3 separate regions of the Sus scrofa genome follow, and all the other regions are linked to region 3. A link is a contact called in public targeted proximity ligation data. All regions are on one chromosome and are shown on one strand. The core of a region is the stretch at or near the end of the contact, and the rest is flanking DNA. Distances in the headings are between cores, read along the strand shown. Region 1 overlaps PRRX1 (paired mesoderm homeobox protein 1). Region 2 has its middle 22 kb from the start of PRRX1. Region 3 has its middle 45 kb from the start of METTL11B.

Region 1 (4,276 bases), core at 64-2,563, 390 kb before region 3:
AACGTTCAGTTTGCACGGCATATTCAGTGAGACTTCCACCATTTTTTTTTTTTTACTTCCACCATTTTAAAGTTTTTCTTTCTAGAAATATTTTATATTTGAAGGCTTGCCTATTTTCTATCATCTCATGATTTTTGTATTTCTTTTTTGAAATGCACGTTGCTTAAACATAGGTTCCAAATTACCTCGTGAGACATATAATAGGGAAACTATCACTAGCTTGATTTTAGATACAAGGCTACATAAAAGAGTGATGACCCAACTGGCCTGAGTTGCAGCAGCCAGGACAAGAACACAGTTCTTCTGACCTCTGTCCCACATCCTACAGTCATCTAAAACCACACTCTTCAAAGTATGGACCAAGTGTCAACAGCATGGCCCTCACATGGCAGCACGTTAGAGGCACAAATCCCAGGTCCTGCCACAGACTCACTGAATCTGAGTCTGCACCGTAACACGATTCCAGATGATTCACTTGCCCAGTAATCTGTGACGAGCCCTGCTCTAGGCCATCAGACTACTTTAACTCTAAGGACATATTTTCTTACAGCTCTGGTTTCCAATAGGATTCCCCACTTGAGGACCTCACTGCTTTCATTCCTAGGACTGTAAAACCCCACTTTCTTCAACAGAGTTAATTCCCACTTAAACCCTGCCCCCAGCAGCCACCCTCTTTCCCCTCTGACAAGTTACCTTTTCAGTGTCTTCCGTTAGAATCCGTTATGAAGCCCCTCGTGTAAACAACATCTTGGGAGGGACGAGGATCTATTTTTGAAAGTGTGAAAGGGAGAAATGAGCCAAATGCGTTCAGCAGATGTCAGGCAGCACTGTGACCACGATCAAATGAGGGGAGGTGGAGAAGGAGAAGGTTGGGGGGAGGAAAATTGTGGATAAGGATGGCTGGCCTCTCTTTCACTTGTCATTAGTTGTCTTTGAAGCCCAGCCCTCCCTCTGGAAAGGGCACTCCAGACCAATACTGCAGAGCCAGGCCATTCTCTACCTTTCACAGGAAAGGATGTTTCTGCAGAAAAGATTCTTGACTACTTCATCTAAAACAGCAGTCAAAAGTCTAGGACTTGGTTAATCCCTGCTACCCAAGAGGCAAAGCACTACAAGATAATGAGTCTTAATAACTTTGGTGCTTCTGTGTGCTTTCATTTGCTTAAGGAAACAGTTCTAAGCTAAGCAGTGAGCATATGGGCCAAAGACAAGCTTTTTTCAACTGGCTACGGGTAGATAAAGAAGACACCTGCCAGGACAGTAGTGGCCTGTTAGAGAATACTTTGCTCCTCCCAGTGACTCAGTTGCCTGCCTGACATCATCACCTCTAACATGCTCAAGGGAATGAAAGAGGTCAGGACGTGCTATAAATAGAGTGACCCATACATCTCTGTTTGCCAGGGACAATCCCAGTTTATGCCTGTTGTCCTAGTGTCATTATTAATAGTACTCCCCTTTCACTCTCAAAAGTGTCCCAGTTTGAATGATAAATTATACAGCCTCCACTCTGGATATAAAAGACACCCAGAAAAAAAAAAATGTTTTGGCTGTTTCCCATCCCATAATTCTGACCATATGCACGCTATTGCTTTGAGTCTTGGTTTCCTCCTCTCTTCTTCCAGGGGAGAGCTGTGGAAGTCAGCAAACTGACCCTCTGGCAAAACTGTCTGCTCACTGTCCCCGAGTTGCATGACCAAGGCACATCATTTATTCCAGGGGGTGCCTGCACACCCCACAACGTGGACCTCAGCTGCAGGCAGGCCTCACAGATCTGAGACAAAGCCCTGAATCAAACAGGCATGTTTATGTAGTTCTCCAATCTTATACTTTTTACTATTTTTGATATCATATAAGGTTTAATTTGAATGAAAATATGGTTATGTGGCAAATATGTTGGACAGAAAGAGGAATCATGAGCACTGGCTCTAATTCTGCTTGCTGAAGGCTTAAACTTGGGCAAGTGTTCAGTCTCTTCTTTGGAACCAGATCAAGGACAGAGCTGCCACACGGGAGCATCCAAGGATTAACCAAGAGAAATGCCTTTTAATGAACGTCACATGTGAGATAACTACTTTGACATAAGAGTATCAACAGAAATAGCAAGTTCATGTTCCATAACACAAAAAGTGTATCGTTTCTTTTGCTTTTCATCACTTGTTTTTCTTTTATATTTTCTTAACAAGACTTATATTTCCTACCAAGCTTCAAAATGTGAAATCATAATGTATTTTGGTTCTAAACATAGCAGAAAAATCTCCAAGTAACAAAATAGCTTTTGCCACTTTCAGAAATTGATCAAAATATAAACACTTCAGTCAACATTGGGTCAAAAAAAAAACCATTATTATTGATTAAATTACTGCTTAAACCATCATTTTTTCTACTTAAATCTGGAGATTAATTTATTCTTCATACAGAACATGAACAATCAGATTCTATGAAATGTTGAATTATTTTTTACAAACTCTGCCTAAGAGAGAAATGATATAAAAGTATACCATGAACTGAGTAAGAAGTACTAGGTTATATGATTTTAAGTGAAAGGAGCAGAATAAAAAATAGTATTTACACTAAATCTATACTATATAAAATACTGAATTCTAATTGTAAAAATAAACGAACTATCTCAAGGTGGCGCAATTATGAGTGTTTTTAAAAAGTGTATCTAGTTTTTCTACATAATCTTCCAAATTAAAATAGAACACTCCCCCCCCAAAGCACACATAAATTCCATGTTAATAATTTCAGTTAGATTCCCATGTACAAAGTATATATTGAGGCAGGCACTGGGATTTGAATTTCCACTGAGGTCCAGATAATGTAGCCCAATGTAATTAAGGGAGTATTCATCCCCATTCATGCAGTGTACTGCCCTCATCCTCTCACTAGTTAGGACCACATGATAGTCATCTGCCTTATTGGAACTGGTATAAAAAGTTCCTCACTAGGACCCAGGAAGAAAAAGGAGCTAAACTTCCTGGTTGTGACCAAATTCAAACCAGAGACCTTGAAACATCAATCAAGCTCTGAACCACATCCATTTCTGAAGCCATTTAATGAGTCTATGAACTATCAATATTTATCAGAGAAACAAAGCAGTCATCCACTTACTTAAAATATTAAAGAATATGTTATTTCACTATGGTCTTCAAAATGTGTTTTTAATAAATCCTATAAGAGGAGTCTATATTTTAAATAGGACACACAGACATAACTAATCTTGAAATCAGCAAGGCATACTATGTCTGAGAGCTATAGAAATGTCCAATTTCTTTTGTACAGAGTCTCCATGTACTAAGACCAAAGTAATTCACACTAATTTCACAATCGGGAATTTAAAAGAAATTTCCAAATGTATTTATGGTGTTTCTTTCAAGGAATTGATTTGGAATAGGAAGAATATTTAGGTGAGGTTTTTCACTTTGATTAGAGCAACCAACTTTTGAAAAGTATTTGCCTTTCACAAATGTTTCATTTCACATCAGAAGTTTAGCATCAGCTGGGAGATGATCTCCTTTAATTAGTTTAAAACCTCTCTTTCCACCCTTAATTAGCTTTAACAGTTAAAAGGTCAAACAGAAGCATAATAAATGAATTTTTGAATACTTTTTCCTTCACTGCAATCAGCCAGAGAACACATAGCCTTGATCTGGTTTCTAAGAGTACTTGCTTAGAATCAAAGAAAGACACTAGACTGATGACAATGCATCAGGCATGTGTGTCTCAGCTTCCTTCTGGAATTAATCTACATTTTCTGATCAGCATAATAAATGGAGGTTAAAAAGCCTTTCCAAGCAATTTTCTTCTTTAATATTTCTCACCTTTTAAATATAAAAATTTTGTGTAAATTATACATTGTTTTTATATTTTTTTAAAAAATCCACACAAACTAACCCCCAAAGAACTTCCAGTAAATAGGTAAGAACTAGCAATAGAATAAGAAGGCATCTTGGATCATAAGACATTCCCACCTATTAACAAAGAATTGTGGCCGTAGAGGTGATCTGAATAATCCTAGATTTTTTTTTCTTCTTCTCCCTCTGTCTCTCTCCTTTTTTTTTTTCCCCTTCCTAACTTCCTTTCATTCAAAAATCAGTTTTATTGTGAAGTTTGCCTTTGGTCCTATACTTAAAGCCTTCCATGTTAAAAGCCTACTCAAGCATAATAACACAAATCTATAGAATTTGAAAATGGAGTAAAGTTTTGTTCCAGGAAGATTGCAAGAGGGACTCTGGGCATAGCTTAATGAACTTTTCTTTTAGATTCTTCCTCATCT
Region 2 (4,935 bases), core at 487-2,986, 310 kb before region 3:
GGGAAAATGGGCAAAAGCTATGAATATGAACATCACAGAAAAGGAAATCAGTCTCACTATAATCGATGACATATAAATAAATAACAAAATAAAATTACAGTATTCTCCTTTAGTAGATGCTTTCTGAACCCAGTGAAGTTTTTGTCTTTTACCTTATGATTTAAATGTTTACTTCTATACATAAAAATTTCGATATTAATGACAGAAAATTCTCCATTTCTCTGCTTTATTTCAAAGTGTACACAATAAGTATGTTTAAAAAAAACCCAAAACAACACAACTTACCCAGCAACAGGTACTTTCTGAAAATACTGTTTCTAACACTCGTTTCTCGTTTGAGTTCTCAATCTTACTCTCTTCTATGCTGTGGTGGGGGATAGGGTTTTTTTTTTTTTTTTTAAATTCTGGTGGGAAATGAATAGCTCTCAGGCTGGGTAAAATTTGAAAAAAATGCTTGTTCATTGTTCTGGATTATGAACTTCATGGTATTTCATTTCCAAAATTATTTAAGCACCTAGTTTCTACTGTGAAGCAGCATCCTAGGATAGAAATGTTGGTTCATCCCTTTGCCAGGTGGACCATAAAAAGACTGTACAAGAACACAAGGCAGCATCCCCCTGGAGCATCTCATGAAAGAGATACCATCCTTAGATGAATTAATATAATGCTTTTGCAAAGGACAAGCTGTTAGCTAAGAGCAGATTTTGTAGCAGTTTAAATGCCAAATCAAATACCCCAGTATTAAAGGGCAGTTCATCTTTTTCCTAACTTATTCCCAACATTCCCAATAGTAACAGCAATTTTGGAAATTGTTTCCTATAAGATTGTGCTCAATTTATCACCAGTAAAGTTTGACTTCTTCTTCTTGGTGACATCACACCCATATCAAGCACTCATGTTTCTGAATAAGCTCAAGGCTTTGGCTGGGGCAACCCCAGCATGCTTTCTGCCAGGCACAATGGAATGCATAACTCACAATGGTTTCCAGATATATCAATTCCCTTCCTGCCTAGGACATTGCATTGCCACATGACCTTTGCCAAGTCACTTCTTTCTGCTCTCCCATAACATAAGTTTGTAATTATGATGATCTCCCTCATAGAAATGTAATGAGAAGCTATTCATAACAAAGACTGTAAAAATTGCAAACGTGATGAGAGAGGCAGATATTAAATGTATGAAAATGATCTAAATTGAATAGCAATGTCCTCCTTGGCACAATGTGTTCTTAAATTTTATTGTAAGGACAACAGTAGCAAGAGTGCCTCATTAAGCCCTTCTGTTAATGGTATCCACTATATATATATATATAGTATTCACATCCACACACACACACACACACACAAAAGAGTATCCACTATATATAAAATGGTATCCACTATATATGTATCATATATATGTGTATATATATATATTTATGATCCCAAATATGGCCTTGGTTTTGAGCTAAATGATATGTGTGTGTGGGGGGGTATGTTTTCATTGTTCTCTTATCAGCTATACAGACTTTTTTTTCTTTCTCCCCAAAACTGAGGTCATTGAGTTAGCTGTAAATTGGCAATGTGATCTTTTTCAGTGCCAGACACATGGCATGTTCTAGTAGCTGTCTGGAATTGGGGCTGGGATCATATTCCCTTCTATCCCCAATATATGTTCCAAACACTTGTGGGTGCACTGAAGGGCAGAGGCTTAAAGAGGTGAGATCAGGCCAGGCTGGCATTCACCCTGTAGGATTCAGGGACAGAGTCATACTTCAAAGTGGTGCGAGGGAGTGATTGACAATGCACCAGGGCTGCTTATGTTAGGTGGTGGGACAGCGGGAGCAAAATAATCTGCCTTAGTACATTTTTTTTTTCAAGTTTCTGTTTATCTTCCATCTGTAGACTCTTTCAGCTGCCTTCATATTTGGATGTGGACATTGAAGTATTGCTGACCAATGCCAGAGTCACAGGAATATCCTGCCGTGCTTTTGATCTTCCCATATGACTGGATTTCCTGAATCATCATGTTACTGTGTGTGCACATATGTGCACACGTGAATCTTCTGGCACATCTCCCAGAAGTGTTAGTCCTGGGACAAAGGGTCCATTGGTGCTTTCAGAATATAATATTGATCACTTTGGCTTTCCTTGGCTCAGAGCCAGACACTTTGTCTTTCACTGCACAAGATGGCTGCCAACTCCATAGTTTCGTCTCATTGTGACAGGGCTGGGCAGAGCGTCCTGAAGAGAAGAATAATGTTTTAAAGGCTTTGAAAAAAAAGGTTGTTTCAAAATGGAACTTTGCGTGTTGCCAGCTATAGGTAGTGCTTTGAATTTGACTCTGGTCTTTTAACCCTTACATTCTGTGGTACATTCTATATTTAATTACATTATTCTATAATTACATTATGGAATTCAGCCAATCAGGGAAGTCAATGAGACAAAATAATTCACTAAGTTTTTCCCCCTATGGTTTTGCACAATTTGCTACCTAGACCACAATTTGGGGTTCAAACTAAATGATATCCAAAGGTCAAATTCACAAAAATAGAGGGAAGAAATCTCCTAAGTTTTCAAAGTGTACTTATCATGTATAGGTTTATGAAATTTATAAAAACAAGTAATTCAGAAAAGAACTTGATGCCAGTTCTTGACCTTTAAATCATAAAAATCTACCTAGATCACTAGACTAGAATAAAAATGTATGATTATTTTCAGGCAGACTTCCTTCACATCAAGAACATGATTATAAATTTCAGACCCATTACAAGCTTCTAGATTACCCAAGAAAGACACACCAGAATCTTATTTTTTTCCTTTTTAACCAAATGTTATGTCTAGGATCTGACCTAAGCAGAAGATAAATTGGCAGTATTCTCTCATTTCTGGACTTCTTATTTTCAGCCCTACTGCCTTCTGCCCACCAAAAATGTGTTGACTGCCTTTTCTCTCTTCTCCTAGGAAGACATTTGCAATTAGTCACAAAATGCCTAAATGTGAATTTATTTCATGTATAAACCTTTCCTGTATTCAATAGAAACAGTTTTTTAAGAGGCCATAAGGAAGGAACACTCATAGTAGACTTTTAGTTCCATGGCATCTGTGAGAGGGAATGTCTGAGAAATGGGCTTTCAGCCTTGCCATGATTTTATTACAGTAGTGAGACCCTGTCCCTTGCTACTGTGGTGTGTTATGCTTTGTTAGGAGCTGAATCAGCTGTTTTCATTAGCCCCTATTTTATTTGACTCCTGATTAATGCTACAGAGCAAATCTTTAATCCAGGCCAAGAATGGAATTTAATCTGAATTCCAAACATTCCAGTTGTAATGGAAAGAGCATATGCTTTGGAATCAGGTAGATACGAGTAAACTTCCTTGTCCTGTCACTTCCCAGCAGTGTGATCTTGGGGAAGGTATTTAACCCCTTTGAACTTCATTACTGATGTATGGAATAAGAAGAATAATACTACTTAGTTAATGGGGTTATTATGAGGTTAAATGAGGTAATGGATGTGAAAAACCTAGCCTAGCATTTGACACAGATGATTTCTTAATAAATGAATTTCCTTCATTGTGCATCCTCTAATGTCAGTAGTCCCTATCAAATTCTATGGAGCTTCTTTCTTAATGAAAACTTAACTATCCAAAAATTCAGCTGCAGTATTTTTAAAAAATCATTTTCCATGGTTATGATATCACCGGTGTCAAGTTTAAACTTGTGATGACAACACAGCTGTGAACTCTTTGGTGTCATATCCTTTGGAAGTAGGGCAATGTGACAGTCCTGGGGAAATTGCCATATTTGCCATTCTTTGAGTACACTTAGATTCTCAAATTCCTAGACAGAAAAGGCTGATTGAATGTCTTCCATTTATTCTGAATAGCACACCTCAAATCCTTTCTTTGAAAGTAGAAAGATTATAAATAAATGTATTATTACACACATTATATACCTATCATGTCTAACTGGATCCAATACTCTTTGAGGTTAATAATAGTCTGTTTTGAAACTCATGTTTCAAACTCTCTGAGAGTGAAACAAAGACATTTAAAATTAGAGAGTAAAATGAGATGGGTTCAACGATAAATCCATGAGAGTCTTTTCTTCTCAGAATAATAACAGCAGCCTTGAAAGTCTAGACATTAATATTTTGACCCAGGAAATCTCTCTCTCCATGCTCTTGAGGAACACAGTGTTTTGTCACAGTTGTTATGCAGTGTGCCTAGCACTGTCAATCCCGCACATCTTGATGTCATCCAGGGACACCAAAAGCAGGTTGCAATTAGATAGGGTTCAGGTTAATAGAAGCAGCACGTGGTGAATAGACCATCAGAGCCTAATCAAAAATTAAATAGATTTGAAATTCAAAACTTGGATTTTTGGCCTTTCTCCCTCAAATTTTGAAATCATATTTGGGTTCCCATCTTAATCATTTCTTCAGCATTATAATATTAAGACTCCATGTTTGTAAAATACAGGACAATGATTTTATGGTTTTCCTTTCCTTAAAACCTCTCATAGAGAAGCATGGAGAATAGAAAAATAATGAAAATCCCTTGTTCTGAGTTCAACCTCAGACTACCTCACTAGACAAAGCTTTGCATTAAGGTAGAAGTTGTGTGAAATCTTCAAATCATATAGCTGGGACAAAATTTTCTGTCTTCCTCATTAAGTAATGTCCAACTAACTCTTTGCCCCAGAAATTTTGTCGGTTGAGATTTGGAAAATATTTTGGCCTTATAGAAAATTTGTAATTGTACATCTCCCTTACCTCTGCTAACATGAATTTCAGGGAATTTGTTTTTCATGATACCATGCCTCATTCCTCTTCCATTCTCAATTGTCACATTAGCAGCTTCCTCTACTGCAGTACCATTTATTTATTTATTTATTTTTGCAAAAGCAAGACCAGCAATCTATTAGTCTTTGACAATGGCTCCAAAAGTTATCCTAT
Region 3 (4,286 bases), core at 159-2,658:
GAAACTAGCCCAGAGTCACAAAGTTAGTAAATAACTAAACCAGACTTCAAACTCAGGCACCTTGACTTCAGACTCCACGCTCTTTAATCCCATTGTGCTGCCTCTTTATAAAGTCCTAAATGCTGAATAAAGTGGTATACTCTGCCTCTATGAAATTATCCTAATTACAGTTATTGCATTGTTTTCTCTAGAAGAATTTTGACTAACAGTACTGTAATTAAATTTCTCCAAGAATTACCACTCACTTGGCCCCAGAGCTATTAAAGTGAGTCTAGTAAGATAATCCCAGATGGGTGGGGAAACTGGAAAATTCTGCAACAAACTGCAGCCAGTTAAAGTCTTGCCCAGCAAGGAGTAAGTCGTCACCACAAAGGACCTTTTTCATGGCTACTCAACCATTCAGGATGATGAATTTCAGGACCCACAGAAGTGCAGAGATAAGGAAGTAAGGCCTGGGGCCTTCCTTTTTTAGAGTCCAGTGTCTTATTGGATGATGGTAAAGAAGGCAGTACCTTCTGAATTTTGAAAGCTGAGTAGGTGCTCACTTAACGACAAAGGGATTCGAGGAACAGAAAAATAACACAGGAAGGAGAAAGCAAGAAATAGCAGGAGTAGAGAGAGTAAAGTTTAAGTAAGAGAGGAGGCTGGCAGGAGCCAGTTCATGGAGGGATTTTGGAATTTAGGAACTTTATTCCCTGTAGCTCTTGGAAGTCAATGAAGGGTTTTGAGTACACGGGTGATAAGTTTAAAATATCAAGGAAGCTATCAAGTTTAGGGAAAAGATTGTGTTTTCATCTTTGGACTTTCTAAGTTTGGGAAACTCAAACTTAGGGAAATCCAGTGGAAATGTTCCATGTACAAATAGATATGAATTCTAGTTTAGAAGGGAGATGTGGGCTAAAAGCAGATATGGGAGACAAGTCCAGGTAGCTAGCAGTTGACCATACATGAGATTTTCCAGGTGACTATATACAAGGACATATATATCCAAGGTTATATGCAGATTTAACTTACTGTACAGCACAGGGAACTATATCCAGTCTCTTGGGATAGAACATGATGAAAGATAATATAAGAAAAAGAATGTATATGTATGTATGACTGGGTCACTTTGCTGTAGAAAAGAAAATGACACAACATTGTAAATCAACTATAATTTTAAAATACCAAGAAAAAAAAATATAGTGATTAGGAACCCAAGGGTCCTTATTTGAGGTGGGGACAGCTGAAGAATGAGCCTGGGGAGAAGTAACAAGTCAGGAGAATTACATGAGCAGGGCATAAGCCAAGGGAGGAGAAAGCATTATTAAAAAGGGTGTGGACAAAGATGTCAGATGTCTCAGAAGGGTCAAATGAGGTAAGGCCTGAAAAACCCTTCCTATTTCAATGGGGTGGCAGGGCCAGCTCTTAAGAGCAAGAGGTGAAAAGTAACATGAGGTTAGGAGATGAAATGAGAGAGCAGGTGGAGAGGACTCTTCCGAGGAAGGAGAGACAGAGGCAGCAACTTAACAACCATTCTGTATTCTGTTCCTTAGTGGCTCAGTTTCTTTAAGGGACTGGGAAGCAGCACTAACTTACATGGCCCTTGTCTCTCTGACAGACTCTTAGAACAGATCAGGGTTAGAGACACCCTCCCAGTTGGAATTTCATTTGAGATTCCAGCAACCAATATTTAAGGTTATCTTCCAAATCCCTAAACTGTGCAACATGACACACTGGACCCTCCTTTGGGACTTATTTATCTAATAGATAATGAATGTCCCATAATGCAGGCCCTAGGTATGTCAGGGACACATTGACTGAACTGAGTCTTTCCATTGTTATAAAAGCCTGGTGATTTCACCAGCTCAAAGGGAATTTTTTTTTTTTTTTTTTTTTTTGCTTTTTGCTTTTAGGGCCACACTTGCAGCCATATGGAGATTCCCAGGCTAGGGATCCAGTAGGAGCTGCAGCCACCAGCCTACACCACAGCCACAGAAATGCAGGAATGGAACCCACATCCTCATGGATCCTAGCCAGGACAATTAACTCCTCATTTATTATTTTTTATTTTATTCTAGAGTTTATTAATAAGTTGAGTTTACAATAATCAGGCAATCTCAGGAATATTAGTTAATACAAAGCTCTTCAAAGGAACCCAAATCTGTAAAGATTTCGCCACTAGTCTTTCACCACATATAAAATTCCATGGTTTATATCTTGACCCCCTCCTTACTTCTGTTGTGACCTTGACGTGTTGCTAACCTCTTAGGATCTCGGCAACCTCATCTGAATAAAAAGGGAATGGGAAAAGAAGCTCAGTAAAACCATATTCTTCTATACCAGGAGTCAGCAAATTTTTTCATTAAAAAGCTGGATAATAATATTTTTGGCTTTGCAGACCATACAGACTCTGTTGCAACTACTCGATTCTGCTGTCATAATGAAAAAGCAGCCACAGACATTATGTAAAAAACAATGAGTGTGGCAGTGTTCCAATAAAACTTTATTTACAAAAACAAACTGGGCTGGATTTGGTCTTCAGGCTGTTCGCCAAATCCTGTTCTAAACATTAAAGTTAAGTCCTTCAATTTATAAAAGTGGACCTCTTAGAATCACCCATTAAAATACTAATATCCCAGAAAAGGTAAATATTACAGCTACAGTCAGCCATTATGTGGTAGAATTTAACTCACATGCTGCATACTCATACACTGCAAATGAGGAAAGCAGAGAAATATAGGGGTTAGTATTTTATGAGAAACAGTCTGGGTTTCTTCAAAAGGTAAGTGAGAAAAATACACTAAGAATTCAGTCAAATATAAAATTTAGTTTGATCAATCATTTAAACCATCTATTTTAGAAGTTAACACCTTTTTCGTGCAAATTCTCATTATCTTTGACAGCCTCCTTCGCCCTGAGTACAGACAATGATGTATGAATTAATGAGGAAGGGGAGGATGACTTGTGGGACCTCAGGGTCCATAAAGGAAGAGCAGGGTCTTCAGAAGCAATACCCCTTCCTTCTTCCTCTGAAATATCATTCAAGTCAACATGACTGCCACCTGCTCTGCTGGCATTCAACAGCTGACTGAGATCTGTGGTCTTGCCATCTAGTCAGTTTTAGCCTGGGCTTGGCAAGGCTCAGAGGTGATCCTGGGCTGACTCTGGCTCACCCCAACTCTTGTTGGCATTAGAGACCTCTCTGAGGTTTGGCTATGTCTATCATCATCAGATCCTGGTATAAGACATCAGCATTGCAACTCTTGCTACAAAACCATTTCACCCCCTCAGTTTCTTAGCCAGATTCTCAGTTCTTTCTGAAGTCTGTCAGTGCACATGGGACCAAGCGTAGCCCAGGAAAAGAGTCTTTCTCCAACTGAGTTTGCTGCATTATCAGGTCAGTGTGACTGTGACCCAGCATGGTTTAAAGCAGCCACTAAAGTGGCCTCCTCCCCAACCCAACTTGTTTCTTGAGTTCCCTTCACCTTACCTCTTGGTTAAGAAGGAGAGAGATGTCTGACTGTCGCTGCTTTACTCTCTCTCTTTTCTTCTCCTTCTCACAATCTCTGAAGTCAAAAGAGGAGTTGACTTTTCCTATACTTTTCCTATACTGCTCATCCATTTTACCCTATTGCTGCCAGGGAGCTGTCTCAATATCTTAGCAGAAGACCTATCTTTTCTATATATATTGGAGGAGTAGTCTCAGAGCAGAAGCTCTTTAGGCTGAGTCATTTGGACAAAAACTTTCTTAATGCCCAGTTGGCTCTCCAGCCTATTTTTTTGGTTCAAAATCAATTTCTCGATTTTGTTTTGTTCAAAATCAATTTCTCATTGAATTTCTTATGCAACAAATTATAATCTCCCCCCAGGTTAATGGATAGATAAATGCATTTGGAGCCCCAGTATGATCTTATGTTCCAAGAGGTAAATGAGGAGTGTATATTTCCAAAGAATCACATCATTGTAATTAACTTCTAAATTTAGTCAATAGGTTTTTCTCTATGAAGACAGCTGAATAAGGGGAGGTTCTTGAAAGAGCTAAGCTCAGGATGGGTTGGTATTAATGCAAAAGAACATGGAGAGGTAGCTGGTAGTATGTCAAGGGAGGCATGCTAGATGTCTAGGGTTTAGGATATGACCATGCAGCAGAGAGAAAGGAGGAAAGTTGTAGAATAAATTTCACAAATATATCTAGGACCAACATATCCAAATACTACAATGGGAGAAAAGGAGTTGAAGCATGAATCAGTCTGCAATCCAATAAAACATCTTGGGGAGAAGACTGAAGTAGTAAGCTAGCGCAA

Evidence for each region.
Region 1: a contact with region 3 is called in a targeted proximity ligation map of skeletal muscle. A contact is called at or near these places in 1 of 47 Hi-C or Micro-C datasets (skeletal muscle) and 1 of 2 datasets of targeted methods (skeletal muscle).
Region 2: a contact with region 3 is called in a targeted proximity ligation map of skeletal muscle, with 4 times the contacts expected there. A contact is called at or near these places in 1 of 47 Hi-C or Micro-C datasets (embryonic fibroblasts) and 1 of 2 datasets of targeted methods (skeletal muscle).

The regions. Positions count from the first base shown.
Region 1 is chr4:80,436,463-80,440,738 of Sscrofa11.1, forward strand. The region is part of intron 3 of PRRX1 (paired mesoderm homeobox protein 1); the gene reads right to left. All of the region lies in intron 2 of LOC106510093 (a long non-coding RNA gene), which reads left to right. Among named protein-coding and RNA genes, the nearest start is that of PRRX1, 64 kb to the right of the region's middle.
Region 2 is chr4:80,521,910-80,526,844 of Sscrofa11.1, forward strand. No RefSeq gene overlaps it. Among named protein-coding and RNA genes, the nearest start is that of PRRX1, 22 kb to the left of the region's middle.
Region 3 is chr4:80,830,598-80,834,883 of Sscrofa11.1, forward strand. No RefSeq gene overlaps it. Among named protein-coding and RNA genes, the nearest start is that of METTL11B, 45 kb to the right of the region's middle.